Regions from separate parts of the Gossypium arboreum genome. Here region 1 is linked to region 2. Evidence: chromatin contacts called from public Hi-C data. All regions are on one chromosome and are shown on one strand. Each heading gives the region's core, a stretch centred on a gene start, on an enhancer-like site or on the middle of the called end of the contact. The rest is flanking DNA. Distances are from core to core; before and after follow the strand shown.

Region 1 (3,228 bases), core at 657-3,156, 420 kb after region 2:
TGTCTTTGATCCTTTTCCCTCTTCCTCTCTCTGGTTCTCTAACTCATAAGAATCAACACTTCCATTAATACTACCATGGGACCTCTCTGACACAGCATCTGAACAATCGACTGATAATAGAGCAGGCTGTGGCGCTTCTGAGCCTAAAAGCGGATGCAACTCATCAAGCGCCGGGATTATATCTGTCACCGAAACATCAGGATAGGAATTCTCAGTGCCATCAGAACCAGAATCCAAATATTTATCATCATCATCATCCTCGTTGGCCACATCGTGTTTCCAAGATGACATGAGAGAAGATTCCAATTCATCACCCTTTAGTACATCACTGAAAGCTCCTGCAAATTTAATATGGTCCACTTCAAGATTCCTATCACGTACCCCATCTGCCACAGGCTCCCTCTTACTAAATACATCTTCACTCCCCAGCATATCCGGCAGAATTTCCCTCTTCTGGGATAACAAATCATTTGACATTCCCTGAATGACTCCATTGTCGCAATCAATACCCGTACGCTCATCAACTAACATCTTATAAGAAATGGAACTATCGTCTTCCTCAACTTCACTAACCTCATTATCAGCCAAACTAACTTTCCCATAAGCATTCTCTACTATACCCCTCCTCTTACCTACATGTCTTTCTACAACAAAATCACCATGATCAACATCTCTCTCAACTACATAATTTCCTTCTGTGGCTCCAGTTTTCAATGGTGAAACTTTATGACTAATTTTCTCTTCTTTTTCTTTTTCCTTTTCATCTATTTCGGGTATGTTTGGTGACCCAAAACTCAAAAGAAGACCAAGCAAAACAGCAGTGCAAACCAAAACAGGAGATGCAGTCACCAAAACTGAAAACATGAAAGGAAAAGATCTATACAAATATATAATAAAACCAACCAAACCAACAAATATTGGATGATTCCAAACCAATCTATAACTTGTTTTAACTGATACCACCATAAATTTCCAAACTCTAACTCCAAATTCCAATTTTCCACGCGCCATCTCTCTCTCTCTCTCTCTCTCTATGTAAAAACCTATTTATTCTCAATTTCCAATCTGTTTAAAAATAAGTTAAAATTAGAAACAAAACAACAAAATGTATGCAAAGCAAATAAATTCATCAGAAAATTTAACTGTAAACTCACCTTAGGGGTACAATTAAATGAAAGAGAGACCAAGCAATAGAAGATCAACCCAATACCTGAAAGGCAACAATGGGGAGTTTTTGAGTGGTGAATTGCTAATTAAATTAAAATAAAAGAAGGAATTCTAAGAAAAGCTCAAAATCCTCAAATTATAAATTTGGAAGAAAGGATCAAACAGCCAATAATACCTGGGAAAATTCAGAAACCCCAAGGCTTCTGAAGGTTGAAAATTGAAGCAGAATGGGATATTTTAAAATGGGTTAAATACAAAGAGATCATTAATAAAAGAGGAAGCAAATGAAATCCTGTGTTCTTTTTGCCTACATTTTGGGATTAGCAAAAGAGCTATGAAGTAGAAATAGTTTCTGTATTGCATTAAAAGCCGAAGGAGACATGGGTGGCATAAAACAAGAGAATGATTGAAAAAGAAAGAGAAGAATGTTTCTATTAATCTATGCCAATATATATAAAAAGAATCCTGTATTTGTTTGACAGCTGTCCTAAAAGGACATAGATGCCATTTTTTTTATTTGGGTTTTTCTCGCCAAATTTTTTGGGGAGATCACAAGGCGTTTTAGCGAGAGATCCACCCTCTACATCACAACCTCGCTCAATCAATCTTTCCAATTTCCGATGATTCAACCCTAAGCTGCAGGAACCTTAATTTTTAATTTAAAATATATTACACCTGCTTATGAGTCAGATTATTCCTCTTGGTGGAAAGATTTGTTCGAAAACTGACAAAGTTTTGATAAAATATACAACTCGAAAAATGAGTTTGATTAAAATTAAAAATGTATTTTCAATATGACTTGAGCCGTATAAAAGATTTTTTCCTGAATTTAGTCTTATTCGATTTGAATATATTAAATTAAATAATAATTTTATATATTTAATATAATAATTTATTCAATTAAATAATTCAACTTAAAATATAAATTTTAAAATTATATTTAATACAATAAAATATTTATTATATTTATTTGTATTTTTAATATAATAGAACATTTATTATATTTATGATAATTTTTTAATATTAATACTTTTTAATGTGTTAAAAAACTTTTATTTTAACGTTTTAGTGTATTTAATGTATTATATTTTTTAAAATTTATTTTAAACAAAAATTAATCTAAGAAAATTAAATATGGATTGATTAGGTTGAGTTCGGATTTACCTTTTTTAAATATGGTTGGACTTGGGGAAAAAGTAAATCTATTTTTTAATTAATTTTATTATTATTTGATGTTTATTTTTTATTTTCTGAGATGGCAAATGAGTGTTTTCTCATCCATTAGTGAAGATGAAACACAACCTGGAAAATGTTTTAGTTCACATTTATAGCTAAAGGGTAAGTTTCCTGAGGTTCATTCTCTATTAACATTAGCTAAAACTAATGATCCATGTACAGTTTTGAATAAGGAAGTCTTAACATAAGCAGAAAGAATTGTAAAGCCAGATCCACATGATTTTTCTCCTCTAGGCTTGAGCTGCCATATCTGGAACCTCCGCATCTCTTGTTCCTGTAATCTTATCACTGATAGAGAGATGCTTCTTGTGAAATTGGTCTTTCCTTCTAGTTACAACCCTTTTCAAGGTTTTATTGGCACTCCAAATGCTGCACATGAACCACTATCTTCTGATGCTTTAACTTTATCCATGAATCGCTCTGTTTGGGTTTAAGCTGAACCCATTTTCGTCCCAGTTTTTCTCATCGTTTCAGCTCTGTTTCTATGCTACTATGCTTCAGTTTCTGCTCAAGAAGTTTGTAATGTCAAAAACAGAGTACATTTATCTTTTTTTTTTTTTTTTGGATTGCTAACATTATATATATATATATATGAAAATGAAATGATTACATGGAGAAGAGTGAGAAAGGGCCAAAACAATGGGGAGATCTTAAGATAGAATGGGCTGCTTGCAAAAATGGAGATTTACAGTCCCAAATCGATTTGTCAAGTCGATGAGTGAAAGCAATAAAGAAAACTGGGACAGCTATAGAAGATATACAAGCCTTTTCATTCAATTATCAAAAACAGAGGCCATGATATTTCTGTAAGAAATTAAATAATCC
Region 2 (3,099 bases), core at 590-3,089:
AATGGATCACCTACAACAGCAATAAGTTACAAAGGGGTGGCGTTGGTTCTCATTTAATGAAAAGTATTCCAACTGACTACACCTCAATTATATTCTGTTTGTGTGGAAGAAAAGAAGTTAAAGACTAAGGCTTTATGAGACAAAGTATTTAGACTCTCTACCAGACAAGTAAATACAAAGTCCAGGAAAAGAAAGAAAACCCGAAGGATAGAAGATCAATTAACACTTCCTAACATAGAAACCTATAGTTGCAAGACATAAAGATATTGTAACAGCAAAGTAATATGGTTACAAGGGGGACAGAATAAACAGCTTATCATCAAAGCGTTCAAAGTAATAAGTGTTTTCTAAAGATATGCATAGGCAACATAGGAATAGGAAATTAATATATCAAAGTTCAGTTGTGACATTATGGCACAAACAACTGAAGATAGGTTACATTCATCTCCAGAAAGGAGCCAACCACCAAATTTGGCTATAAATTTCTATCACACCACGTTTCACTTTCAAGATGAATAGCATTGAACCAAGTATAAAGTTGGCCACTGTAAATTCAGGATATAACATGCCTAGAAGCCTAGAAACTACACAATAATTGTTACAAAGACCAATGCACTTAAAACTCAAGTCCTGATTCCCTTCAACCAAATCTTCATCAGTTTCAGCTTGACCTCACCCCCATGGCCTAAAAGAGAACAATCTCCTAGTTCATTGCTAGGTTTCACTGATTCCTTTCAATCCACACAAATTGCTCATTTGCTCCTTCATGTGAATTTTAAAATAATTTGATTGGATTCCATTAAAAATCCCTCTAAACACTCCTAAATCCTAATCATAGAAAAGCTATGATAGCCAAGAAATATCAAAAAGCTTCCGTGCATTAAACTATTTAGTAAATGGTAATCGGAAAATGCTAAAGTGAACGACATTAGCCAATACCGTGTCGAGTAGCCACAAAAAGAAAAAAAAATGTTGATTGCCCCAACATTCGATAAACTATGTCTTATATCTATTTGAACATGGTGTGGGACAATAAACGTAGGACAACTTAACAATGCTCATGATAACTACTAAATGTAGGAAAAGTGGCTGTCTATAGTTGGTGAAGCATATCCAATCGATAAAGCTACAAAGAACTGAAGATTTTCGATAAGAAAATTCCTCGATACAGCTAAATTATATACATTAGCAAGTTACCATCTTTTTGCTCATTTCTAGCAAGCTTCAACGTTAAGTTCAAATATCCATACATGATATTATCAATTTTTCAAGAAATATAACATAAACGTATAAACTAGGCCAAGAAATTCACACCCAGAAAAAAATGGGAGCCATTGTAAGTTACCTCAATTTGGGGTTCTTGAACTTGTTGTTGGGTATGAATAGTGTCAGTTTCACCTCCAGTGGAAGCAAAAGGAACCAAGTTGAGGAAGCGAAGAGAGGGAGTGAAGCTGAAGCGGAGGGGACGGCTTGAAGGAGGAAGTCTTTGTTTGAAGCAGACATGGAAGGGCTTCGAAGAGTTTAAAGAAAAGGTTGTAGCAGGTGGAGTTAGAGGAGGAGGGGACTTAAACGGCAGCGTCTTAATGAGAGTAGCCATGGGAGAAGAAACTATCTTGAGAATGCGAAGAGGTACAAAGAGAGAGGGAGATGTAGGAAGAGGGCAGAATAGGGTGGGTGACAGACAGACAGATAAAAGAGAAAAGCTGAGGTTTTATTTCGGCCGTTGGATGATTGTTTGTTAAGCCGATCCTAGCGACCGTTGCTTAATTGATTGATAATAACTATATTAAAAAAGTTATTCAAAATTATATTTAAATACATAAATAAATCTTCACCACATCCTCTGACTAAATTTTTTGAAATATATTTCCAATATAAAATTTCTTCTTCCACCTGTATCTGGTGGAAGGAGCAATATATCCATTCCATCCAATATGTGTTATAAAATTATTTAAATTTAAAATTTTCATATTTTTAATAATATTTTTGATTAAAAAAAAAATGAAAGGCACGGAGCGTTCTTGTCCCAATCACAGACAACTGAGTATAAAACAATCAACATTTCCTTTTTCTTTTGGAAAAACAATAAAAATTCCCCCAAAAATCAAACCTCTAAAATTTCCAGTTTCCCCCGATGCATGCTGCAAAATAAAGTATCGGGGATGCTGCATATTTTATGTTCAGCCGTATATCTCTTAGAAGAGCAAGGGGAATAGTCACTGTTACCGGTGATATCGGTGATGGTTACCTTGGTTTCGACCAAAAAAATATTCATGCTGGGTTTTTATTATTGTTTTTTTGAAGCTTTTTAGGGTTTGTTTGAGGTTTTTTTTTTAAATTTTGGAAGATCATTATTTTCTTATATTGAGAAATGGGAAGTAGAAAAGAAGAAGAAAGAAACGAAAAGATAATAAGAGGTCTCATGAAGCTGCCTCCTAATCGTCGTTGCATTAACTGTAACGGCGTGGTAATTTTTTTCAAGCTTTTCTTTTAAATTTTATTTTATGAGGTGGTGAGGTGGGGTCGGGGGGAGGTTTCATAGTTAAGGTGTGCTAGGGATGCTGGCAAAGCCTGGGAAAAATGAAAAAAAGAGATGGGTTCTGAAATTTGTTCTTTTTTGTTACTTAAAGTCTCTTGGAAGAGTTAGTTTTTAGTTGATGAGTTAAGCAGAATGGATAGAGATTTCTGGTTATGTAAATGGTTTTAGAAATGTGTTTTTTTTTTTTTGGGGGGGGGGTTAATTTTGTAAGAAATGACTTTAGCTGATTGTTGTGAGTCAAGTTCTGTTTGGAGTCTGGGAAAGTGTAAAAAAAAAAAGGAAAAAAAGAAAAAAAACGAAGGTGGATTTGAGGTTATAGAAAATGTTTCTTAAAATGAGTTTCTCGAATTTCATGAATACAACGCAACTATTAGTAATGAATGTCAAGATGGTAAATAAGATGTTTTAAAAAGAGTGTTGAAATTTGCTTTTTCGTTTCATTTTATAATTAACTTAGACTAACAGATTTCAACTTCCAAGTTTTTACCCTTTTTTTCCTGCTCAAATCAGGCTAACCCGGTTCTTCAGGATTACTTGAATGGATTAAATTAACTTTATTC

What was found. Hi-C and Micro-C count contacts between places; a contact is called where the count stands out from the background.
Region 1: a contact with region 2 is called in a Hi-C map of leaf, with 4 times the contacts expected there. The contact joins the promoter of LOC108474189 here to the promoter of LOC108470783 in region 2. A contact is called at or near these places in 2 of 5 Hi-C or Micro-C datasets (both in leaf).

What each region holds. Positions count from the first base shown.
Region 1 is chr11:96,324,918-96,328,145 of ASM2569848v2, forward strand. LOC108474189 reads right to left here and starts at 1,907. Exons shown (of 4, transcript XM_017776116.2): 1 at 1,343-1,907; 2 at 1,155-1,210; 3 at 1-1,065. The coding sequence starts at 1,011.
Region 2 is chr11:95,903,790-95,906,888 of ASM2569848v2, forward strand. It overlaps LOC108470783 (probable ADP-ribosylation factor GTPase-activating protein AGD14), which reads left to right and starts at 1,840. Exons shown (of 12, transcript XM_053021757.1): 1 at 1,840-2,237. LOC108470883 reads right to left here and starts at 1,715. Exons shown (of 3, transcript XM_017772387.2): 1 at 1,346-1,715. The coding sequence starts at 1,597.